4 separate regions of the Mus musculus genome follow, and all the other regions are linked to region 1. The links are chromatin contacts, called in public Hi-C and capture Hi-C maps. All regions are on one chromosome and are shown on one strand. Each heading gives the region's core, a stretch centred on a gene start, on an enhancer-like site or on the middle of the called end of the contact. The rest is flanking DNA. Distances are from core to core; before and after follow the strand shown.

Evidence for each region. Hi-C and Micro-C count contacts between places; a contact is called where the count stands out from the background. Capture Hi-C pulls out chosen DNA fragments and counts their contacts.
Region 2: a contact with region 1 is called in a Hi-C map of rod photoreceptor, with 5 times the contacts expected there. The contact joins the promoter of Guca1a here to the promoter of Prph2 in region 1. A contact is called at or near these places in 9 of 39 promoter capture datasets (the 3T3-L1 cell line, 3T3-L1-derived adipocytes, cranial neural crest and 4 more), 2 of 484 Hi-C or Micro-C datasets (bone marrow-derived macrophages and rod photoreceptor) and 4 of 9 other capture datasets (adipose tissue, embryonic stem cells, liver and 1 more).
Region 3: a capture Hi-C map of embryonic stem cells shows a contact between it and region 1, with 2.6 times the contacts expected there. The contact joins the promoter of Cul9 here to the promoter of Prph2 in region 1. A contact is called at or near these places in 5 of 39 promoter capture datasets (embryonic stem cells, liver, pre-B cells and 1 more), 2 of 115 datasets of contacts at active chromatin or transcription factors (embryonic stem cells and pancreatic cancer cells) and 1 of 9 other capture datasets (embryonic stem cells).
Region 4: a Hi-C map of epidermal suprabasal cells shows a contact between it and region 1, with 2.4 times the contacts expected there. The contact joins the promoter of Trerf1 here to the promoter of Prph2 in region 1. A contact is called at or near these places in 2 of 39 promoter capture datasets (liver and stem cell-derived epiblast-like cells) and 2 of 484 Hi-C or Micro-C datasets (the G1E-ER4 cell line and epidermal suprabasal cells).

The regions. Positions count from the first base shown.
Region 1 is chr17:46,908,214-46,914,602 of GRCm38.p6, reverse strand. It overlaps Prph2 (peripherin 2), which reads right to left and starts at 4,125. Exons shown (of 3, transcript NM_008938.2): 1 at 3,326-4,125. The coding sequence starts at 3,906.
Region 2 is chr17:47,397,451-47,403,839 of GRCm38.p6, reverse strand. Guca1a (guanylate cyclase activator 1a (retina)) reads left to right here and starts at 3,234. Exons shown (of 4, transcript NM_008189.3): 1 at 3,234-3,621. The coding sequence starts at 3,421.
Region 3 is chr17:46,542,856-46,549,244 of GRCm38.p6, reverse strand. Cul9 (cullin 9) reads left to right here and starts at 2,857. Exons shown (of 41, transcript NM_001081335.2): 1 at 2,857-2,999; 2 at 5,462-6,065. The coding sequence starts at 5,471. Srf (serum response factor) reads left to right here. Exons shown (of 7, transcript NM_020493.2): 7 at 67-2,406. The coding sequence ends at 162.
Region 4 is chr17:47,226,198-47,232,586 of GRCm38.p6, reverse strand. Trerf1 (transcriptional regulating factor 1) reads right to left here and starts at 2,357. Exons shown (of 17, transcript NM_172622.3): 1 at 2,271-2,357.

The sequences.
Region 1 (6,389 bases), core at 2,876-5,375:
GCCATCAGAATCATACCCTAATGTTGCTGAAAATCCAGAAAATAAAGTAGTCTATTTCTCAGGGATGGGGGCTCAAAATACAAATAAATAAACTTTACAAACTTCCAAATTTCCTCTTCCTTTTTTAATTGTTTTTGTTCGTTAGTTTGTTTGTATGTTTGTTTTTGTTTTTGTTTTTCAAGACAGGGTTTCTCTGTCCTGGAACTTGTTCTATAGACCCAATTGACCTTGAACTCAGAGACCTGCTTGCTTCTTTTCCTATTTTCACACCTCTTACTGTGGTCAATCATATGTTCAGAGAGTACAATAGCAAAATCCCTCCAGGACAGTGGGATTAAGATAATTTCGTCCCAGCAAGTTGGTATGGTACACAGAGGTACATTTTAAAAGTCTTTTTTAAAGACATACTATTTATTGTGGCGGGGCCCAAGCATGTCACAGCGCTTGTGAGGTCAGGGCACACTAGCTAGAGTGAGCTCTCTTACTGTGTGCCATCGAAGTCACACTGGTAGACTCAGCAGCAAGAATCTTCACCCACTGAGCTACCTTGCCAGTCCCACCGAAGTAGTTCTGACTGAGTTAAATGTCCACTTGGAAATTTGGGTCCCCTGGTCATTGGGAGTAGAAATGACCCATCATTTCTCTACTCTCAAAGCAAAAAGGAATTTGGAATTACAAAGAAACTTTTATATTGTTCTTCAAAGACTGGCTCTAAGGAAAGGCAAGATGCTGACAGAGAGGACTGGGGGAGGGGCAGCTGAAAGGTCAGCTCCTGCCTCCTGCGTGAAAGAAAGAAGAGAAGGAAGAAGGGGAAGGGAGAGGGGGAGAGGGCGGGAGGAAGGAGGGAGAGGGAGGAAGAAAGAGAGGGAAGGGAGAAGGAGGGATGGAGAGTGGGGAGGGGAGGGGGAGGGTAGGGGAAAGGAGGGGAGGGGAGGGGAGGGGAGGGGAGGGGAGGGGAGGGGAGGGGAGGGGAGGGGAGGGGAGGGGAGGGGGAGGGAGGAAAGCAGGTAGGCAGGAGGGCAGCTGTTGAGAAGGTGGATCAGTGGTAAAGCAGTTGCTTAGCGTGCCCCAGGCCCTGGGTTATGTAGGTCCCTATCAATGAGTGGGGAAAGGAAAGAGTCCCTAGGGGAGGACTCACTACTGCTCTGCCGAGTGAGCATGGTATTAAACCAACTCCTAAGGACTTATTACCCCACATGGGAGCGTTCTCAACCTCCAGCAGAAAGGCTCTGACAGTAGACAGTGAGCGCCAGAGGCTCGAGACTGGCCAAGGGCAGAAACCAGAGACTGCAGAATGCTCTGCCCTCAGTGGAACATCTCTATCACACCCTGTCCTCCCAAGGCTCAGGGATCGCCCTGGGGGAAGGAGACAGAGCACACGAGACCCAGTGGACGGCTACAGGAAGCCAGTGCTTTCTAGACACCGAAGGGCAAGGGCATCTATAAACTGTTCACAGCTTTTGACTGCATGCATGAGACCTGTGAGAAACCAAGCCTGAAGAGGTGGATGTGGACAGGAACTCCTCTCACTGAGGAGTGACTGACAACTAATGGCTGCCAGCCAGGACTGGGGGGCAGTTTTCCTCAGGGGTGTGGGCTCTGATAGACTATTCATGCTCTGGTAGATGGCCAGACATTCGTGCACATACCTAGAGCAGTAACTAGACTCCATTTATTTGAGAGAGAGAGAACTTAAACCTGGGAGGGAGGGAGGGAGGGAGGGAGGGAGGGAGGGAGGGAGGGAGGGAGGGAGGGTAAGGTGGGGGTTAGAAGGGCATAGGGTGGAAGGGATTAAAATACATCAGACACCTGTGAAACTCGGTCAATTTGAAAAGGAGAAAAAAGAAGCGACTCCATCCGGAGTCCACAGTTAGAAAAAAGAAAAGAGAAAAGTGGCAGAGATGGGTGAGAGCCTCTTCCACCTGGTTTTAGTGTTGTCCTCTCTTGTGTCCAAGGGGCTACTTATTTCCTGGCTTCACTTCCTCCCAGCTGACTCATGCAAATCCCGCCCTCCTGCCCTGTCTGTCATCGGAAGGGCAGAACTGGTCACAATCCTCTCCTTGCCTGGGGATTTGTGGCTGTAATCTCCTTCCACAGAGAAAATGACAGCCAAGCCGTGACCTTCACTGGGCCTCCCTCCACCCGAGGAGCAAAGCCTGGTCTAAGTTAGATGCCAGCTGCCCAGGAGCCTCTGGGGTGTCAGCCAGGGCATGTCACAGAGCACGCCCCTCCCTGGAGAGCATCCTCTGGGAAGAGTAGCCTGAGCTGACGTGGAGGCTCATTCTCCCTGAGCCCTCCCCACCACAGAGCTTCATCTTCACACGTACCAAGCGTACCTTGGGAAACCTTAGCTGTGCTGTGCCAGCAAACAAAACAGCTCTGTGGATAGCGGGGCTTGCCATGCTGCGAATGCCCGCCTGAGAGGAAGTGCTGGGACCACCACGCCAAGATAAAACGGACTCCCTGCAGCCATCCCCTGCCCTCTGCGCACACTGTATACACGCACACAGATAACAACACACCAGGCATGGTGGCACATGCCTTTAATCCCAGCACTTGAAAGGCAGAAATAGAAGGATCCCTCTGAATTCAAGATTAGTGTAGTCTACATAAGGAGTTCCAGGCAGCCAAACTACATACAACCCTAAAAAAATAAATAAAAAAAAAATTTTTTTAAAAAAAGGAAGAAAGAGAAAGACCAGAACAAGCAGGCATTTAACTAACACCTGCTATATACCAGGCATAGACAGACCAGGCAAAGTACTCCAGGATCACACATTCCAGTATCTTTCCTTGAAAGATGGGTAGGGGACGCAACACCAGAAAGAAGCACAACCCAGAGCTGCTTGCCTGCTTCCCACCCTGCATAACAGGAAGATAAGTCACCATATCCAAGCACAGACTCCCATAGGCACCTTTGGCCTTGTCAAAAGCTTAGGAAACTAAGGTGCAAACCAGGAAATGTCAGTTCTATGACAGGCGCAACCTCAGGTAGAACAAGATAAGTACGGGGGTGGGGGGGAATAGCGTGAGCTCTGAAGACCCCATTCTTACTGTAGGAAGGGGCCTGTGTTCTGGCTCTCCTGGTAATTCCCATCTATCTTAGCTTATCACTCCACACCTTTGCCCCGCCTCTGCCCGATGTGAAGCTGAACCAAATGAGGTTGCCACCATTGAGGACCAGACGAACCAGGCTGCTGGCAATGTCACAATGGTCCAGTATAGTGCCCCTCACCCAGACATCCGTTCTATACTCAGTAGAGGGAAAGGGGGACTGGGCAGGCTGGGGAAATCGAAGACCTGGGTCGGAGCGGTGGCTACTCACTCTTTGACCTCCTTGGAGGAGAAGTCCAGGTAGCGATTGCTGATCCACTGAATCTCGAACCAGTCCCGGAAGCCGTTGTTCCCACAGCACTTGAACTCAATCTGGAGCATGTCGATGGTCTTTTTCATGAAGCACCGGCCGGGGGTGTCCGTATCCCGATAATACTTCATCCCATTCTTGAGTCCGTAAGCCAGGGTGCTCTCCAGGGAGCCCCGCAACAGAAAGCAGCAGAGAGCCACCAGGAAGAGGATGACGTTAAAGAAGATGCAGACAGCCAGGTACGGCTTCAGCCAGGGCTTCCACTTGGCGTACTTGGCCGGGTCCAGGGCATCATAGCAGATCTTCCCAGCCAGAGAGTTGAAGACACAGGACAGGACCCCCACCCCTATCAGGGAGTTGGGCACAAAGTGGCTCTCAGAATTATTCATCACTTCGCTCCTCTTGCGAAGTTCAATCTTCAAGAACAGCCCCAAGCTGAAGAGGACGATGCCGGCCAACACGGACAGCCAGTTCATAAGCCAGAGCCCCTGGGCCAACTTGACCCGCTTCTTCTGGTCAAACTTGACTTTGAGCAGCGCCATGCTTACCGAGTGCGTTCAGCAGCCTCCCACGGTTCAGCTTCCACTCCTAATCCGAGTGAGCTCCGGGGCTGGACCGCTAGGGTCTAGGGAAGAGCACCATGGGCCCAAGCTGCAGGGAGTTGCCCATTTTGGGGCCTCCCTAGCTTGGGATCCCCGTTAACTCAGTAACGGTAGCCGGAGCTAATCTAGGCCGCCGTATCTGCAGAGTCCTTCCCAGCCAAGGAGGGACAGTCCGAACACTGCAGATTAAAAAGTGGGATCCACAACGCAGTCACTAATCTCTTTAGCCAGGGTCATCCCATTAGACAAAGCTATGCCAATACAAAACATGGCCAGGAGGAGTCTCCGTGTATATACATGCTGGACCCAGCTCAGCTCAAGAATCCAGAGCCAAAAGGACAGAGGCTGGCTAAAAGAATAGGCTGGGCAGTTCCTGCACGCCTCAGTGAGGTTCTTTTGGGTCTGTGAGTCTGAGGCCAAGAGAGGGGATTGGAGAGATGGCTCCGTGGTTAAGAGCACTGACTGCTCTTACAGAGAGTTCAGACTTGGTTCCCAGCACCCACACAAAAGCTCACCCCCATCTGTAACTCAGTTCTAGGGGATCTGATACCCAATACTGGCTCCCATGAGCCCAGACACATAAATGATTCACAGACCTACACGCAGGCAAAACCAGCATTCACATGTGTTAAGATTACAAACAAAGACAGCAGTGGCCCACACTGTCAATCCTATCACTAGGGAAGCAGAGTTAGGCATATCTGAGTTCCAGGCCAGCCTGGTCTACAAAGGAGTTCCAGGCCAGCCAGGGCTACACAGAGAAACCTTGTCTCAAACTAAAGATCACAAACAAATAATTCCAGATTCCAGCCCTATCTTGGTGGTTGGGTGTTTTGTGAGTTTGTTTTTATTTTAGACAGGGTCTCGTTTTGTAGCCCAGGGCTGGCCTGAAACTCACCTTGTAGAACAGATTGCTTCAAATGCACAGAGATCCAACTGCCTCTGCCTCTTGAGTGCAGGGACTAAAGGAGTACAGTAGCACACATGGCTACTTGTAGCAAGTTCAAGGTCAGTGGGAGCTGCTTGAGAGCCTATCTCAAACAAACAAGCAAACAAAGAATCAACCAAAGGAGCAATACATCTGCCACTGTGGTCACAGCAAGGGGCATGGGAAGCCTTAGGGAGTGAGTCTGCTATGTTTTGTTGCTGTTTGGGGTGGGTTTTTCTGTCGTGTTTTTCCTTGTTAAGACAAGTTCCCTAGAGCCCTCATATTACTATACCAGGCTGGCCTCCTCGAAATTGAAGAAATCTTCCAATCTCAGCATCACCACGCCAGTTAATTGTCATTTCTAATTAGTAGATATTTTTCTAAGATTTATTTATTATATATAAGTACACTGTACTTGTCTTCAGACACACCAGAAGAGGGCATCAGATCTCATTACAGATGGTTGTGAGCCACCATGTGGTTGCTGGGAATTGAACTCAGGACCTCTGGAAGAGCAGTCAGTGCTCTTAACCACTGAGCCATCTCTCCAGCCCCCAGTAGATATTGGCTTACAAAATTGTGAACAGAAAATACAGAGTTACCATCCCCAGACGTCCCAACCAGGACTAGCTTGAATGACTCTGTTATATTTTTATATTGTTTTGTTTGAGACAGGATTTTGCCTTGTGGCCAAGGCTAGCCTTGAATTATCCCCCCTTTCTGACTCAACGGCTGAAGTATACTTTTTTTGTTTTGTTTTGTTTTGTTTTGAGACAGGGTTTCTCTGTGTAGCCCTGGCTGTCCTGGAACTCACTTTGTAGACCAGGCTGGCCTGCCTCTACCTCCCGAGTGCTGGGATTAAAGGCATGCACCACCACGACCGGCTACATTTTTTTAAAAAGATTTTCTTTTTAATTATGTATGTAAGTGGAGGTGGGAGATGTGCACGTGGGTGCAGGAGCCCACAGAAACCAGAAGAGGGCGACTGAATCTCTGCAGCTGAAGTTACAGGCAGTTGTGAGGCTATCTAGTTGTAGGGGCTGGGACCAAACACCAGTCCCTGTAAGAGCAACAAGGGACACCTCTCCTGCCCCAATTTCTCTCTCTCTCTCTCTCTCTCTCTCTCTCTCTCTCTCTCTGTCCCCCCACCCCCCTGGCTTTTTGAGACAGGGTCTCTCTAGGTAGTCCTGGGTTGTCCTGGAACTTACTATGTAGCTCAGGCAGCTCTCAAGCTCACAGAGATCCGCACCCCACCCCACCCCTGCCTCCCAAGTACTGGGATTAGAGGTGTGTGCCACCATGCCTTCCAGTCTTCACCATTCTCACGTGTGTACGAAGGTAGCACGTTGGTATTTTTAATTGGCAATCGCCTCACTTTTATACTGAGGATCCTGTGCATACATATGTGTTCGGTTGGGTGCGTGTGCCAGAACTTCTGTATAGAGGGGAGGGGCAGAGCGTTGCTGTCTTTCTCTCTGCTAGGCTCCTCCTGGCT
Region 2 (6,389 bases), core at 1,985-4,484, 490 kb before region 1:
GCAGGGGACCCTCTCCTTTGTGTAACTTAAAGCAGATGTAAAACAGACCTGATTGGTTTCTTCTCCAAAAGGTAACTGTCCTTGGGGTTATGTGAACAACACCTATTCCTTATGAATTACTATGGTGAAGGGATGAGTTTTACATAGTTTTATTACAGTTTTTATTTGGGTGTGTGCCACTGGTAAACAAACAATGGCTGAGATACAGCTGGTCTTCACATCATTATGCCTGTCACATATTCTTTCATATGCCAGGAACAGGAGGCAGGGCCAGGCCATTGAACCTCAACCCCCATCCTGGTGACTCTCTTCTTCCAGCAAGGCTCAGCTTCCTCAAGGACCCACAACCTTTCCAAAGAGTGTCACCAGCTGGGGACACATGAGCCTTCAGGGGCTATTTCACATGCTAACCACCACAGCAATGCAGCATGCTAACCATCACAGCAATGCAGCATGCTAACCACCACAGCAATGCAGCATGCTAACCACCACAGCAATGCAGCATGCAGGACGGTTGGAGAAGCTTCCAGCTCAGGCCCAGCGTGGCTTCTGCATGGCCTACGATCAAAGCACATGTCTTCGGCAGTAGGGATCTGCCATCTCATTCTGGGGATGGAGCCTGTAGTGGCTATTCCTGGTTGTCAACTTGACTATATTTGGAATGAACTACAATCCAGAATTGGAAGGCTCACCAGTGACCCTTATCTGGAGGCTTGGAGATCCTTATCTGGATCTTGGTATGGAGATCTTGAGCCATAGTGGCTATGGATTCCAGAAGATTAAATCTCCGAGTTTAAGGAACACACCTTTAATCTGGGCTACACCGTTTTATCTGGGATTAAGGGTGTGGTGGCATACACCTTTAATCTGGGCTACACCTTCTGCTGGAGACAATATAAGGACATTGGAAGAAGGGAGTCTAGCTCTTGCTCCTTCGCCTGCTTGCTGCGTGAGACTGAGCAACTGCTAGATCCTTGGACTTCCATTCACAGCTGCGATTGAATCATTGTTGGGAATTGGGCTGCCGACTGTAAGTCATCAATAAATTCCTTTACTATCTAGAGACTATCCATAAGTTCTGTGACTCTAGAGAACCCTGACTAATACAGAGTCTATGCCACAGCAGTCGTTATGGTGCGTAGGCTCCCAGAGACTCTCTTCGAAAACCATTAGGAAGGTAGCCAACCCATGGGGCTGGAATTTCCAACCAACAACCTTATGGCTCCTGGGTGGTGACATTTTTAACCCCAAGCTGAGTGCCATTGTTCCAAGTCTTAATTGTTGGTGCCACAGATGCTGTTACACATTTTTAAGAAGCAGGTTTGCCATTTGTAGTGGCTATTCCTGCTTGTCAACTTGACTATATCTGGAATGAACTACAATCCAGAATTGGAAGGCTCACCAGTGACCCTAATCTGGAGGCTGGGAGATAGAAGTTTCTGACCTGGATCTTGGTATGGAGATCTTGAGGCATAGTGGCTATGGATTCCAGAAGATTAAAACAGGGAGATCTCCGAGTTCAAGGTCATCTGGGATTAAAGGTGTGGTGGCACACACCTTTAATCTGGGCTACACCTTCTTCTGGGTACCATATAAGGACATTGGAAGAAGGGAGTGTCTCTCACTCTTTTGTCTGCTTGCTGTGTGGGACTGAGCAACTGATAGATTCTTGGACTTCCATTTATAGCTACTACTGACCATTGTTGGGAATTGGACTGCAGACTGTAAGTCAACTCTAAACTCCTTTACTATAGAGAGTCTATCCGTAAGTTCTGTGACTCTAGAGAACCCTGACTAATACAGAAGTTGTTACCAGGGGTAGGGTATTGCTGTGATAGGCCTGACCATGCTTTTATTTGAAAGAATGTGGATGTTGGGACTTTGGATTTGGAAAGCAGTGGAATGCTTTAAATGGGGCTTAATAGATCATCCTACTAGGAATATGGAAGACTTTGTTGCTGGGAGTGATTTGAACTGTGTTGACCTGGCCCAAGAGATTTCAAAGGAGAAGAATTTCAGAATGTGGCATAAAGACTGTTTTTGTGGTATTATGGTGAAGAATGTGGCTATTTTTTGCCCTTGTCTGAAAAGTCTGCCTGAGGCTAAGGTGAAGAGACTCAGATTAATTGCATTGTCAAAGGAACTTTCAAAAAAGCCCACAGAGACTTTGTTCTCTGGTTAAGTCTTATGAAGAGAAGCTTGAACAAGCATAGCAAGCTTAGAAAGGAAAATTATATATGGTTTGAGTATTGAAGGGAGCCAGGCATGGTGGTACACGCCTTTAATCCCAGCATTTGGGAGGCAGAGGCAGGCGAATTTCTGAGTTCGAGGACAGCCTGGTCTACAGAGTGAGTTCCAAGACAGCCAGGGCGATACAGAGAAACCCTGTCTCAAAAAACAAAAACAAAAACAAAAAACAAAAAACAAAAAAAAAGGTTTTTTTTTTTTTTTTTTTAATAAGACTTGCCTTGGTCATGGTCTGTTCACAGCAGTAAAACCCTAACTAAGACACCATTATAAACTCTTTTCAGAGAGTGGGCAGGGTCTGCCCTGCTGTCTCATCTGTGACAGAAAAGTGCTGAGTGGGTTTAGGACTCAGCAGCTACAGGAGCATGGGTGATAGGTGGGCAGCTTTGTCACTGAAAACCCTACCATTGGGTGATGGCTCGCACAAAAGCGTCATCCTTCAAGCTCCCTGAGTAACTATGAAGTGGGCTCAACAGTCTCCTCTCCTTCGGCCATTGCTTGCTACGTAGGTAACCACTGGAGAGGTCTCGGGAATCTTGCTTCATGGACATTTCATGATCCTCTTGCTTTCTTTCCAGGAGGGAACGCATCAATCCGGGAGAAATAGAATATACTGTTGGGGTTCCTTCCAGCTCCAGGGGACGTGTCTTGGAAGCCCCTAAACTCTGAGCCCGCAAAGCACCTCTCATGTGATTGAATCCCTCTGGGATGTCCAAGGATAATGTACAGCTGGCCAGCTGCACACAAGATGCCCACTCAAGGGCGCAGCCTCAGTCTGGGAAAGAAACCCCATCTACGTAGCACATTATGTCAGGTCCATGACTGAAGGCAAGAGGCAGAGCATTGTGGGTTCAGTATATGCAAAGGGCACAAAGGTCATGGGATCAGAGCAGCCGCTGGCCGGCCACCCACCAGATCCTGTTAAGAAGGGATTAGCAGACTGCAAACTGGGCAAGAAAATCCTCTCATCTTTTAATACCGGCTCTCCGGCATCTCTAGTTTGGGTGTGAGTTACGGCCGGCTCATCTCCCTTTTTAGTCCGACTCACAGGGCTGTCTTTGTTTAGGCTGGTGATAGGGGAGGTCCCGAAGCCAAGCCACCCTTGTGCAGGGGACATTAGAAAATAAGATCTACCTGTCCATCTAGGGCATCCGTCTCTTGTGAGCCTGGACCATGGGCAACATCATGGAGGGCAAGTCCGTGGAAGAGCTGAGCAGCACCGAGTGCCATCAGTGGTATAAGAAATTTATGACGGAGTGCCCATCTGGCCAGCTCACCCTCTACGAATTCCGCCAGTTCTTTGGTCTCAAGAACCTGAGCCCCTCAGCCAGCCAGTATGTGGAACAGATGTTCGAGACCTTTGACTTCAACAAGGTGGGCAGAGGATGGGAGGGCTGGGAAGGTCATAATTCTTGGGGGATACCTCGAGAAGCCAGAGTAGCCTAGGGGTGGGCAGAGGGAACAAGAGGAAAGAAGTGTCTGCAGTTACTTCTGGTTCCCATTGTTTTAGGGCTGGATCTTTTTGTGGAGCCAAGGCTGTTTTTCAACTCGTGGTGATCCCCCTGCCTCAGGTTCCTAGTTGATGGGAATACAAGCCCAGTTTTAGCCTGAGCTGGTTGGTTTTTCAAATGTCTTGTTCATTTGGAAGGTGGGCTTTGAGATTTGATTCCATAGCTGCTCGTTCAGCATCTCAGCTTTAGGCCCTGGGGGCTTCAGCAAACTAAGACCCACTTCACAGGGGAAAACCAGAGGTCATAGGCTGAATGCAAGGTGTTCCCTGTCCACCTGTTATGCCACTCAGCAGCCTCCAAGACAGGCATGAATGCTTCCAAGATGGCCAATGAGCACCCCAAGGTGTTGGTGCTGGGTGGGTGGGATGCTTGTGCAAAAACCCCTAGATTTTCCTTGGATGTGAGGGATGGAGTCAGAGGGAAAAAGGGAGGGGGGAGAGCGAGAGAGCACGAGAGAGAGAGAGAGAGAGAGAGAGAGAGAGAGAGAGAGAGAGAGAGAGAGAGAGAGAGATTGATTGGAGCTCAATAAATAAATAAAGCCACCATTTATCTAGAACAGTCAGGTATAAAGATGGTGGAATCCAAAGCCACACACCTGCTTATGCTCTGTCTGCTGATCCTCAGCTGGGCTGGCCCCTCACTGGGACATGGGTTCTATCAGTGATATAGGGCCGGCCATGTGGCCATTGTGGCAGGGGGCGCCCCTCCCCTCAAGAACACCACTGTGGTCGGTGTTTCTAGGGAACACCAAGATCCCTGTGTGGTTATTTAAAACTCACTAATACATGAGTTAAGAGGCCCAATCGGATTACGGGAACTAAAGAACCAGCCCAAGGGCAGTGTCCCCGCTCTAAGGGCTCTTCTGAAGGAGATGGCCAGAGAGCCCGGGATAGGGTGATAAGGTGAAGGAGAAATGAGGGTGGACACCCCAAAGTGCTCCGGGGAAGCAGTGGTCCTCCTGCAGTACTTGGGGGGAGCAGTGGTCCTCCCAAAGTGCTCAGGGGAAGCAGTGGTCCTCCTGGCCAGGTTGGGAGGGATCCCAGCACCTACCCACAACACACTGGAACATCTTGTCTCCTCCTGTTAAGGGAAGCCCTTGGGGTCAAGACAAGTCTGTGGGAAGATTCCTTCAAGTCAGCCACAATGCAACTCCTCCACCATTACCTAACCCTTGTCACTTGGGTGCCATCTCTTCAGTTTCTGTCACACGTATTGTCTGGAATTCAGTGGTAGCCCTGGCTGTCCTGGAATTCACTGTGTAGACCAGGCTGGCCTCGAACTCAGAGATCCGCCTGCCTCTGCCTCCCGAGTGCTGGGATTAAAGGCCTGTGCCATAACGCCCGGCACAAGTTTTCTTTTCACTTTGGTTTTTCAAGAGAGGATGTCTCTCTTTCTGTGTAACCCTGGCCATCCTGGAACCCACTCTGAAGACCAGGCTAGCCTCAAACTTGGAGATCCTCCTGTCTCTGCCTCTCAAGTGCTGGGATTGAAGGCATGTGTCCCCACCACCTGGCTCAGTTTCTATTTTTTAAATTTTATTTTTGGGATGGAGAGTCGGCTCAGCGGTAAAGAGCCCTTGTAGAGGTCTTGGGCTCCATTTCCAGCATCTTTATGGTGGCAAACAACCTCCCACTCCGCCTTGGGCAGTGAAAACATGTACACAGATATGCACACAGGCAAACATATATAAAAATTAAATTATTTTTATAATTTATTGATATTTTAAATTTAAACATTCATTCATTTAATTTCTTTCTCTCCGATGCCAGATATTAAATAACCATAACCTCTGGTAGGACTCCCCATGCTGGGATGTGAGCTTTGTGGGGGACAAAGTCTTGTCTTGCTTATTTTTGTGGCTCCAGCTACTAGGATAGTACCTGGAACATAGTAGATGCTTCGTAGGTATTATATGAATAAGTGAATACAGGAGAAACCCCGAGCTTTATGGATAATATGAATTTTATAATATACATTAATTATGCAATTATTATAACGAAGAGTGTAGCCATGTATGGTAGCACATCCTTGTAATGTCAGTACTTAGGTGGCTGAGGCAGGGGGATCACCACAGATTTAAGGTCAACCTGGGCTGTATAATGAGACTCTGTCAATACACACACACACACACACACACACACACACACACACACACACACACAGAGCTGTGTGATTACTGATGGGAATCCATTTCACATCTCACTTCTTTACATTGTGAGATTTGTGTTATCTATGGTCTGACTAGTATTCACTATATAACCCAGTCCAACTTGAAAACCAGAATAATCCCCTTGTATCAGACTCAAGAGTTCTTGGGATTTCAAGTGTGTATACCCTGCCCAAGCCACAATCTTGAAAATTCATATTGTCCTTCGAGTCTCAGCCAAGAAAATGGGAGGGGGGTGTTGGAGAGCCCAGCGATTTGTCCCAGGTTGGGTCCTTTCCAAGTGGGGACTTTGGTCTTTTGACTTTTCCACTACTTCTTCATAGTCATTAAGAAATTACAACAGTGATATAACTCCTCATTTTAAAAGTGTTCAGCAATACAAGAAGAGTGAAAGTCAAGGACCAAGGCAGATCTCATTACAGATGGTTGTGAGCCACTATGTGGTTGCTGGGATTTGAACTCAG
Region 3 (6,389 bases), core at 1,608-4,107, 360 kb after region 1:
TAACATAATTTAAGACTTTTTTTCGTATTTTTCCTTACCCATCTTTACACACCTCCCTCCTTACAGATGGCTGTGATAGGGCAGCAAGCTGGGAGCAGCAGCAACCTCACCGAGCTACAGGTGGTGAACCTGGATGCCACCCACAGCACCAAGAGTGAATGATCCGCCCGTCACCCTGGACAGACGGCCCAAGGGACGGCACCACTTATTTATTGTTGCCTTTTCACGGTTTCTTTACACACACACTGACTGGCCGAAGGAGGGAGGCGGGGAGAAGGAGCGGGCAGCCACAGGACTATGCCCTCTCACTCCAGCCAAAGAAACGGGCCTGCCTGCCCTCCCCAGCTGCCCTCCTTCCTGCTCTGCCTGTCATGCTGTTGATGGTGCAGCTCTCCTCCCTCCTCAGACCCCCTGCCAGCCTGGCTCAATTTGCTATGAGTATTAGCTGACCCGATGGGACTGTGCCACCTTCCCACTCACAGGCCTTCTGTGGGACTGGGCACAGTGTTCCCGTCCGAGGAAACATTTGGGGCCCTCTCTCCAGCCTCTTTGGCGACCTCTGGTTAGCTTTGTGTCTGCCATGGTCTGGGTCAAAAGAGCCCGGCCCCTGCCCCTCAGGGAGCCAGCTGGGAGAGATATGGGGGCTTGTGCCCTCAGCCGATGCCCTCTGCCCCTTTCAGCTCCTGAAGCAGCTGGGCCTGTGCACCGGGCAGGTTACTGGGGCCGCCTGCCCTGCCTTGCCTCTGTTCCCGCGGACCTGCAGGGGCTCCTGGGTTGGAGGGAACCACTGTTAGCGGTCTCTTCCTCCCCTTGGTCTTCCCCCTTCTCCCAGCTGCTTTACTTAAGAGTTGATTTTGAACTTTTTATTTGAGGAGATGACGTGAAAACAAATCTATAAATATATATTTTTAAAATATTTAACTTTTTTTTAATGGCGTTTTTCTCATCCCCCTCCCTGCCCAAACTCCTCTTGGGGAAGCTCTTGGGCTCCCTAGAACTGTCTGGGCCCCTGGGGACAGCCACCCCATGAGCTTGGGGTCCACCAGTGTGTGTGTGTGGGAGATTCTGGGATTGCTCCACATCCTGGGTTCTTTCCAGGAGAAAGGTGGGGGAGGGGCCCTCAGGCCAAGCCACAGAAGGGGGATGGGAGGTCCCGCAGTTCTAGGCCTCTTTTGCCCTCTAGGGTTGTTGCTAGGAAAAGGGAAGATGGAGACCAAATGTGGGGGTGGGGTGGGAGGGGTCAGGGAGAGGAGATTGATGTCCTTTGTGCCACAGTATGGTCGTTGCAGCCTGTGCTCCCCCAGGCTTGCAGATACCTGGGGCCCAAGGTGCAGTGGGCAGGATGGAGTTCGGGAGGTAGGGAGATACAGGAATGGGGGTCAGAGGTAAAAGCTCTTGGGCTGAGTGCAGCAATGGGGGGCCAGAGGTGGGCAGCTCTCCCAGGGAGTGAGCAGCTACTGTAACTTTTTTAAATTAAGACAAAAAGCCTTGAAGAAAATGACTTTATTTTTCTAAGTGTAACCTCAGTATTTATGTAATTTGTACAGGGCCATGCCCCATCCCTTAAAATCCCTTTGGGGACCTTGAGGGTGGGCTAGCATAGGGGAGGGTGTTTTACCCTGTGTCAGAGCCAGCCTAAACCACCTGTATCCATTAAAGGAGCTTTTTCCGGGAGGGCAGTTGGGGTAGGGTGTCACTAAACCCTTGTTGCTGCCTTCAGTAGGAACAAGCCTACTTCTGCGGTTAGGTGGAGGGGTTGGGAAGGTTTTATGCACAGCCTACGTTTCATGGGGATGATCTGCTGACGTTTAAGAGCCCCCTGAACCTCTAATCCCCATTACTGTCTTCCCCAGCTGGGATGCCACCTTTCTGGCCTTTCTCCTGGAAATAGCTGGGGCGTTTGGGTGGCTTTCAAGACTGGGGCATGGTAAACCAGGGGTCAGAGTTGGGGAGCTTGGGACTCAGGTCTGTAACTGCCCAGCCCCCTTCTCTGCTCCTGTTTCACTCCTCTGCCGCCCACTCATGGCCCCTCCCCCAACACCGGAGGTGTTGATTCCTCCTCACAAAAGATAGAGCCTGGGCAAGTGATTCAGGCCAAGTGCTTACCAACGTGTGCTGTGTGATTGTGGCCTTGGGAGAACCTGTTTGTCAGGCAGGACTGAGGTGGCATTTCTATGTGCAGCAACCCTTGGTGTATCCCTAATTAAGTGGCTCTAGGGGTGTGTGCGCGCGCCTGTGTCCGAGTGAATACGTGTGTGAATGTGGAGTGCGTGTGGTATATCCGTGGTTTCTACTTCTCCTGGGATGTTGACCCAGGAATAGTGGACATGGTCACATCTTCTGTACAGAGCTTTCTTTTGTATTAAAAAAATACTCTTTCAATAAATGTATCATTTTTGTGCACAGACTGGGGTCTTTGGCTGTGTCTTTGGGATCTTTTTAGCATCGGGAGGGAGGAGGGAGCACAATCCCTTAAAGTCTGTCCCAAGCTGCGGTGTGCTTTGGACTGTTCAATCCTACATGATTGAAGAGATCTGGGCGAGGACTTAATGCATGGTTTTGCCAGCAGCTCAGGGAAGGTCAGGGGTTTTACTTAAAAGTCAAAGTGACCCAATGATCTAAAATACCGCAGGGTTTGGGCAGCGCTGGGAAACAACAACAACACACACACACAAGTCCGGTGATGGGAGTATGGGTTAACTAATGCGGAGATGATTGCTGTGGTGGGTGGGAGAGGAAGATGGACCCGGTGGAGCGCAGGATGCTTCACACCGGACTACCTGGGAAGGACACTGGTTGCTGACTCCCTCGGCTAATACGCATGCTCCACTCACGCGCCGCTTTGCCACGCTCGCAGTGGGCCACCGTAGGACCCGTAGTCGCCCGGGTCGTGCGTGCGCCCGGCGTGTGACCCGGAAAAGAGCTGTGGAGGAGGCGGGCCCAGTTGCGGGACCCGCTGCTGGGTGACAGCGAGGGTCCAGCCGGGAGGGCGGTGAGAGGTGAGAAGAAAGCTCTGCACCGAGCCATCCCTTCTTTTCCCAACCCCCTCCAAGTCCCTCATCCCTTCCTCCCGGACTAGAGGGAGAAGTCGGGGAAGCAGGTCCTGTCAGCTCGCGACCGCGCCCCGCCATGCTCACCCCGCGCCGCCCCGCTCCCCCAGGCCATTATTCCCCGCTTGGTGTTGAGCGGGCTCCTCCGCCACCTCTCTGGAGTCTAGCTTGGACGCGATCGTGCTGCTTTCTGTTCTCAGTCCCGGCAGTCAGGCGTCACCTTCACACCCCTATTTAGAGCTTCTGGTTTAGGCCCTCCCTATGCCATCCCCGCCCCCCAGGCCTAGAAGATGGTTTGGCTTGGCCCCATGTTTGTCAACAGCTATAAGAGCATCAATGGTTATCGCCTAGCCTTCCTTCCATGCTAAGTGAATCCCATCCACACAGAAGTTCACATCTTATATGACTCCTCCTTTCTTCTGCTTGCCTCCTGTCCGTGCACCCTGACATGACTCCTGCCTGGATAACTGGTTCTTTTATCCAGGTACACCTTCTATTTTACTCTCTCCATTGCACTGTTTCAAATCACACATACCTTTCCCTAGTCGTTTTATTTTCATTAATATTCTGCTTTAACAACCTTTCTTATCTGATGCCTGCAACCTACTGTCCCCATCTAAGAATAGATTATGCTGTAATACATTTTTTTTACTGAGCAGTTCTGTGCTAACGAATGTTCAGTTTGGTTTCTGTTTTAAAGATTCATTTATTTTATTTATATGAGTAACTGTCTTAAGACACACCAGAAGAAGGCATCGGATCCCATTACAGATGGTTGTGAGCCGCCATGTGGTTGTTGGCAATTGAACTCAGGACCTCTGGAAGAGCAGACAGTGCTCTTAACCACTGAACCATCTCTCCAGCCCTTAAAGACAATCTTACTGTGTAGTTTGGGCTTAGCCAGGAACTTTCTGTGTGTAGCCAAGCCTAACCTCGGAATTTGTGATTCTTTTGCCTCAGTCTCCTGAATATCAAGATTATAGGCACACCAGGCTTAAATTCATAGCCTTTTAGAAAGGAGATTTATGGACCTGGGGATGTAGCTCAGTTGGTGGAGTGTTTGCCTAGCACCCAGGAAGCCCTGGGTTCAATCCCCAGCACCCATATAATGCTGAAAACCATGTCTAACTCGACTTCCAGGGGATCTGATGCCTTCCCTGGCCTCCAAGGGCACCAGGCAAGTGCTGCACAGACAAATACACAAACAAAATTCATACACACAGATTTATTTATTTTATTTGCTTTTTTCGAGACAGGGTTGCTCTGTGTAGCCCTGGCTGTCCTGGAACTCACTCTGTAGACCAGGCTGGCCTCCAACTCAGAAATCCACCTGCCCCTGCCTCCCAAGTGCTGGGATTAAAGGCATGCGCCACCACTGCCCGGCCATATATTTTATTTTTAAATAAATTAAAAAGGATTTATTTTGTGTGCATGAGTGTTTTGCCTGTATGTATGTGCAGGGTGCCCTTGGAGGTCAGAAGAGGGTGTTGGACTCTTGGGATTGGAGTTACAGATGGTCTGGAGCTGCCATGTGGGTGCTAGGCACTGACCCTTGGTTATTTTGTAGAGCGGCAAATGCTCTTCACCCCTGCTCATCTCTTTAGTGCCCACCTCCCCTGCAGTGACATTTCTGAGAATTCTGGCATTTGGGTTTCTTTTAAAAACCAGAACTATATTATGAGAATGGGCTTTTGTTGTAGCCCCAGGTGTGGGCTGCGGGGCTGCTTCGGACTGTCTGCAGCTGCTGACTGTGACTTGACTCCGTGCTCTAGTAGAAGCCTGGCTCTGCCAGCTTCAGACAATTTCTGTGACTGTGTGCGGAGTGCATGAGTGCTAGGCTCCTGAAAGGCGTGTGGAGTGGTTGTTGGCCATTAAGAAGGTTGGTTGTGGTTTGTTAGTAGCCCGAGGTAAAAAAAGAAACAAAAGGAAAGAAATCAGACTCTAGGATCTCTTTCCTGTCTATCCTTGGTTTTCTCCTACCTAGTTAGTGTTAGGGGGTGAGAGCGGGGGGGGGGGGTCTCTGGATAAAGGGTAGGAAAAAGAAGAACCCACAAAGTAGCAAAGACCAGCTTACACACACACACACACACACACACACACAGTGCCAGGCCTCACACATCCTAATCAGGTACTTGGCTTTTGAGCTGGAGCCCAGCCCCCTTCCTTTCCTGAAATGCCTTCATCGCATCTCTTTGCTCCGTTCACACCGTTCTTCTCTTATATAATATATATGTTATATAAATATAATACTTATTTACTCCGTCCTATTCTCTGCCTTTTATTGTGCTCTAAATTCTACCATGCAGCCCACCCATTACCACCCACCTCACTTATGCCTCAAGATAGTACCGCACTCTGTGTAGTCGGTTCATCTTTCACATACTGCCTGTCTGTCTCCTTGTGTATCCCAGGAGATCAGGATGGTAGGGGAACGGCGTGCAGGGAACCTTCTGGTACCCTTGGGGCCTCGGCTGCAGGCGTACCCTGAAGAACTCCTTCGACAGAGGCCTGGACATGATGGCCATCCCGAGTACCTGATCCGCTGGAGTGTCCTCAAGTGTAGCGAAGAGGGCAAAGTGAGCTCAGAGGAGGAGAAGACAGAGCATCTCCTCATGTGGCTGTCAGCCCCAGAGGTCTACGCCAACTGCCCCATGCTACTGAGGGAGCGGCCAATACCTAAAGGCCCGCAGCACGAACCTGCTGGAGAGGTGGGAAGCTTCCCACGAGACCCTGGAGGCCTGGATGAGTTGGCAATGACAGAGATGGAGGCTGATGTCCGGGCGCTGGTGCGCAGGGCTGCCAGGCAGCTGGCGGAGGGTGGGACCTCGAGCCTGACGGCTGCTGTGCTTCACACCGTCCACGTGCTCAGTGCCTATGCCAGCATCGGGCCTCTCACCGGAGTCTTCAGGGAGACCGGAGCCCTAGATCTGCTCATGCACATGCTGTGCAATCCCGAGCCTCAGATCCGCCGGAGTGCAGGCAAGATGCTCCAGGCTCTGGCAGCCCATGATGCTGGTAAGAGGAGGTGGGGGAGGGGAGCAGTGGAGGCGGGGGGGGGGGTAGGGGGGAGACACAAGGAGTAAGACAAGAGATATAAGAGAGTTCCCAACCATGACTTACTAAGTAGCAACTCAAGGTAAAAGAAACATAGATGAACCCTTTATTCCTGGTACACACAGGACAAAAGCTCAGGGTTTATCTGCCACTCGCCCTTTATGGTAGACAATAAAGCGGGTCGATTTATATCAGTTGAATGTTTGAGATGTAGTTTTGGGTTGCGATATTAGTATGAGAGTTATAGCCAACTTTAAAAACAAATTAAAATATCCACACACCATT
Region 4 (6,389 bases), core at 1,108-3,607, 320 kb before region 1:
CAGCACGCAAGGCAAGCCTCTCTGTGCTGCTTCCCAGGAGGACACATGGCTTAGACACTAAAACAGAAACCGCCCGGGAGACCAGCATCCTCCAGCCTTGTTGGGCGCAGTTTCCACCTGTTCCTGAGATTGAGTTCCAGCAACTACTTGGTTCTAACCGGTAGACTCCATGTTCTCTGTGTGCAGCCCAACCAGGCTCCCTAGCCTTTCAGATGCCTGTAGGATGGGAGGGAGACAGCACACTGAGGAGCTCATTCGTGATGCCATTTTCCTGGTTCTTCCTGTCTGCAGCCCGCTGTGGAGCCCCTTGACCTAGGGTTCCCATTCAGACCCTCTGTACTCTCTTCCTTTCGGACCAGGTCTGGAAACAGTCTCATGCCCTTGCTGGCGGGGGATGCCTCAAGTCTCCCTTACTAGATTTTCCTTGCCTTGCCATTACACCATTATCCAGCACTTGCTACATGATAGAACCCCTGGACACAACAGCATAAATATTCGATCAAAATCAGTCACAGTATAAGAGAAATAATGTAAGCAGCTGAGTCCGTCAAAAGGAACATCTAAGGGGTCTCAGTTGGTAGATAAGAATAATCACATAGAATTCCCAAATCCACGGCTTGTTCCCTAGCACCATATAAACTAGAGTTGGTGGCATGGTAGAAGCACTTGGGAGGCAGAGGAAGTTCAAGGGCATCCTTACTACATGGGGAATTTGAGCTACAAGGACCTTGTCTCAAACAACAAAACAAAACAGCAGCAAACAAAGCGCCGACTCTGAGGATGTGGTAAAGAACCGTTGCCTCTTGCTAAGCCAGGAGTATAGCTTAAAGTTAAAGGTGGAAGTGGAGAGGCGGCCCAGAGATTAAGAGCATCTGCTGTTTCTGCACAGGACTTGGGCTTGGTTCCCGGCACACAGCATGGTGGCTCACAGCCCCCTGTAACGTCAGGTCCAGGGGATCTGAGGCAAAATACCTATACACAGAAAATAAAGAAATCTTCTAAAGTTGAAGGTTCTGCTTGTACATAAGACCCTTCTGGGAGATCCTCTGAAAGGCCAAGCAAAGAATGATAGCCATGTGCCTGTTCTCTAGAGGGAGAAAGCAATGTCTCCTAGCCAAAGATGACAAACACTAGAGATGTTCAGACCCTCTGGGACTCACGGTTCGGGGAGCGTGATATAGCTGGCCACACTGTAGACCCAGTCAGGGAACAGAATGTGATGAATTCCAATGTGGCCCCCCATCTCTGTTCTCCCAGCTCAGAAAGGGTCTCCTAAAGTCCAGGCTGGCCTTGAACTCACGATGAAACCGGAGGATGACCTTGAACTCTGATCCTCCTGCCTCCACCACCAAGTGCCAAGATGGGGCCACCACGTGCACGCAGCTCCTTTTCTTCTTTTTCATTCAGCCTGGTAGCACAGCTCTGAGATGGCACCACCCACAGTCAAGCTGAATCTTCCCTTCTCAGATATACCTCTCAGGAAATGTCTTCGCCAGCATTCACACAAGAGTCTTCAAGCTGATTCTACACGGCCATCGAGCTGACGGCCATGATTGACCGGCAGGGCATGGAGAAGTGGTTCGGCAGGTTAAGAGCATGTATTGCCTTAGCAGAGGGCCAGAGTTTGGCTCTCAGAACTCACACCACAGCTGCCCAGAACTGGCTCTAGAGGATCCAGCACCCTCTTCTGGCAGCTATGGGTACTACAATCATGTGCGCAAATCCACACACATAAGTTGACACATAGATAAAAATAAATTCTTTTTTTTTTTTTTTTTTTTTCCGAGATAGGGTTTCTCGGTATAGCCCTGGCTGTCCTGGAACTCACTCTGTAGACCAGGCTGGCCTCGAACTCAGAAATCCACCTGCCTCTGCCTCCCGAGTGCTGGGATTAAAGGCATGCACCACCACGCCCGGCTCAAAAATAAATTCTTACAGCATACTCACCAAAACTACAACTCCCCATTAACACATACCCCAGTCCACACGGTGCCTCCCAAATGCCCCACTCAGTCCACAAATAACTTTTTATAGCTCTGAAAACACAGACAGTATCTGCCCTACTCCGGATAATGCTAAAAACCCACATGTGTGTTCGCTGCCCATTTCCTAGAGATGATTTTCCCAAAACCTGTGGGAATCCAGGATCACAACAGCCCTTCTGCTTTTCCTAGGTGCTTCCCACAACAGCAGGCATTAGATGGACAACCACAGGCCCCTCCCTGGCCAACAATCACATGCTCTGACTGCAAGAACCTGAGAGGAGTTACCTGTTTCAGGGTTGAGACCGCTGGTGAGCCCTTCAGGGTAGTCTTGCTCCCGTGTCTTCCTCCTTCACTGACCTCTGGAGCTGGAGCCTGTAGAAGCAACCCAAACAACATATTTAGGAAACCTGGCTCGGACGAGGGTACAGGTAGCCAACATGAGGCTGGGGCTGGGGAGGAAGCCAGGGTTAGCTTGGGTGGGCCATTCTGAGAGGCCCCAGAGCCATTGCTGAGGAAGGGGTCTGGGATAGGCCAGGACTTAGGAGAGTCGAGCTGGGGATTGGGATGTTTGATTGGGCCTCTGGTGAGACAGCATGTAGCCGGATAGGTGTGGAACAAAGCCACTTGTCAGAGTTTTTTTTTTTTTTCCTTGAGTAATTGTCGTCCCAGAGGCTCACTGCCTCAGTCTGCTAACCCAGGCCTAGCTCTGGAAGCTTCTAGCCTCTGTAAAATATTATCTAAACCTAGAGTGTCTTCAGCCTCTGAGACTGACTGCTGAGTAAGCTTACCCTTTCCAGGGCTTTCTGAGCTCTGCTGGCTGAGCTGTTCTGGCTCAAACTCCTCTCCAGGCTGACTGATTCTGTCTGGCTTCTCTCAGCTTCTCCTGAATTGCTCTGCTTGGCCTCAAACTAACTCTGACAGTTATGTTCTAATCTTCTGGCTCCTTCTCACTCTCTGGCTCTTTCTGTCTTTACCTGGGTCTAGCTTGTTCTCTCTCTGCAACCTGTCTCTGAACAAACCACCCATTAAAACTGCCTCCTCTGCACCGCTCTCTCTTCTTGGGAAACTTGGGCCGATCCTATTCTGTCAAATCTTTCTCTGATTAGTCACTTTGTCTGCCACTCAATCAGACATCACTTTTAAACATGGCTGCTTCCTTCGACAAACTAACTTTACGTTCATTGTTGGGGATTAAAGCTGTGTGCTAAGGGTGTGTCTGCTGAGCCACCCCACAACTAGAAACAGCCCCCCCCACTTCAGTAAATAACATAACCCCATTGTTCACAGTATGATCACCTCAGGGTTTATAATGTGATCAAATATCCTGCAACACCCAGAGTCACCCAGCCTAGGTTCTTCTTCCCTTCATGTTCCACACCTAATCCTCCAGTGAATGACGTCAGTATTAACTGTAAAGCACTTCTGAAGTCGGGTCATTTCTTACCACCTCTGCAGCCACTCTGACTTCAGTAGCTAGCGGCACATACTCAGTGCAGTGACCAGCTCACTGATGCTGTCGGAGCCTTGTGTTGTGGAAATACAGAGCGTGGCACATTGTAGGTGCCGGGGGTGGGGTGGGGGTGGGGGGAACAGTCGAAAGATTTATCGTGGATCAAAGGAAGGAAGAGAAAAAGAACTACAAAGAAGGAAGTTGTTGCCAGTGTCAAAAGTAGTGGGTTTCAGAATGATAAGAAGTAGTGGCGCACGCCTTTAATCCCAGTACTCGGGAGGTAGAGGCAGGCGGATTTCTGAGTTCGAGGCCAGCCTGGTCTACAGAGTGAGTTTCAGGTCAGCCAGGGCTATACAGAGAAACCCTGTCTCGAAAAACCACACACACACAAAAAGAACTGATGTTCTATCAGTGTGCAACAGAGAGGCCCCAGGGAGGGAGGCCTTGGAGGGACAGTTTCCACAGAAGGCAGGAGCCACCTGCCTGCCGCACACTCTACCGAGAGCCTATTCTGGGCCAGACCCACCTCTCATGGTCAATAGCAAAGGAACAAAGCCAGGAGATACTGGTCTACCTGTCCAGACGAGGGCTGAGTTAACCCTGCCTGCTGTGAGATGCACGGGATAAGGTTCCAGGCGCATAGTAGGTCAAGGAATCGGTGCATGGGAAAGAGTTCTATGTAGGAAGAGGGCCATTTCTCCCCAGAGTAGGAGACCAGAGTGCAGAAGGAGGCGATAAGACAGGTACAAGGGGCTCCTGGCTGGCAGGCTTCCTATGAGCCAATGGAGCCAGGCTGTCTGAAGTGAAGTTAGCAGACAGGGCAAGTTCACTGAAGGTGGAGGTGACGTGGCCTACCTCTCAGCCTGGTATTCCTCAAGCTCAGGCCTACCCTTAAAAGCGGGCCTTCTTCTGTCATAGCCCTGTCCCTAACTGGAGAGAGACTCTGGCCCTGCAACTCTCCGGCCCGGTTTCAGCCAGAAACGATGGTTTTGGTTTGATAGGGATGTGACTTGTACTGCTATGGGGTTCTGAGCAGGTCGGGTCGACCGTCAGTGCTCCACAAATAAAATGGGAGGGGCTGCAGACAGCATCTGTCAGGCCAGGAAACTGCACTTCTCCAAGATTCTGACAGGAAAGTCTCACGTCCCAGTCCCTGGTTCCAGCTGCTTACAAAAGCCATGACGCTATTATAAGAGATAACACACGTATTTTTTGTTTGTTTGTTTTTAAAATATCTACCTAAGAGCTGGGTCTGTCAGAAGTTGAAGTCTTCACACAAGTGTCCTATGAAGCATTTTTCACAGAGGGCAAAAATGAGTTTTAAAGTAACTTGCTTAGAGTCTTTTAGGCAGTTGATGAACCCCCACTGGATTTAAACCTTCCTGGTTTAAGCCCTCAGCATTTTCATTCTTAAAATTCAATGTAGCCGGGCATGGTGGCACATGCCTTTTAATCCCAGCACTCGGGAGCAGAGGCAGGCGGATTTCTGAGTTCGAGGCCAGCCTGGTCTACTGAGTGAGTTCAAGGACAGCCAGGGCTACACAGAGAAACCCTGTCTCGAAAAACCAAAAAAAAAAAAAAAAAAAATCAACATGATTGGGGCTGGGGAGAGAGCGACCTGCCTTTGGATCTGTGTGTGTGTGTGTGTGTGTGTGTGTGTGTGTGTGTGTGTGTGTGTGTGTGTGAGTGAGTGCTGGTGCCAGGACACTCGTGTGCCGTTCAGAAGACAACCTCAGGTGTCAGCCTTCACTTTCTATGCTGTTGATAGAACGGCAGTTGAGCTGGGCTGGGATCGTCTGAGGATTTGTCTGTCCCTGCCTCTCGTCCCACTAAGGGCGTGCTGGGATCGATGACAGGTGTGTACCACCTCGTCTGGCTTTAAGTAAGTAGCTTCTGGGAATCATAACGTACACACACACCACATGTCCACGGAAAACAGTACGACATGATACACATCGCCAAGCTTACCCGCCAACCTTCCCTTTTACTATGCACACATCCAGGTAAAACTTCACCTGGCATTATTTTAACTATCCTACTCTTTATTCACCTGGCTTGGTTGGCTTACCATCCCCCCCCCCCCAAAAAAAAAATCAAAACTCCACAGCCATCCCTCCTTTGCAAATGACACCGGAGTCTTGTTTAGGCCTTGTTTCTGGGAGGCCCTTTTGCTCCATCTAATCCTTAATACCACTCCCCACCCCTCCCAAATGCCTTGTTCAGGACCCAAGAGTGAGCATTTTACTTCATGGTGTTCTGTCTTTCCTGGACTTCACCTGAGGCCCTGCTGAGTAAGAACTCCAATCCATTGGTTTCCTGAGCCCTCTCTGGTCCTCTCAGGGCCTCACAAGACAGTGGCCTTCTAGGACCAGGTACATCTATCTGCTTTCCCCCTTCAGGAAGCCGTGCAGCCTGTCACTTGCTAGCAGCCATCTCACAAAGAAAGAAAAGAAGGAGGAGGCAGATTTAGACTGTCCTCTCTCTGCCTTGATGGGTTTGCCCCAGTCTTAAAGCCCCAGCATTCTTCTTCAGCTGCCTGCTCACGTGTGTCCCAAGACACGCCCATGTCCCATCTCAGGCCTTCTTCAAAGGAAGCACTTTCCACGTGAGCCCGCTAGCTGAGAGGAGCTGATGGTCGCCAGAAGAGTCGATGCCAGGTGCCCCTGGGCTGGAAGATCGCCCCACATCCTGGATATCAGATGCACGCAACTTCACTTCAGTCTGCACGGGCCACCAGGCAAGCAAGCTGGGATCCCGAGGGCTTCAAGGGGAGAAGGCCTGGGAGCTAGGAAAATCGGCCAAGTACTGAAAAACCATCAAACCCTCCCACACAAACAACGCCAGCCCCCAACCAGAGAGAATATGAAGGTAGTCAAGGAAATACTGTCTACTAAGGTGCCTGGAAAGAATCAAGATCTACCCAAGCCAGCCAAGGGGTGGCTTGCTCCCCCTGA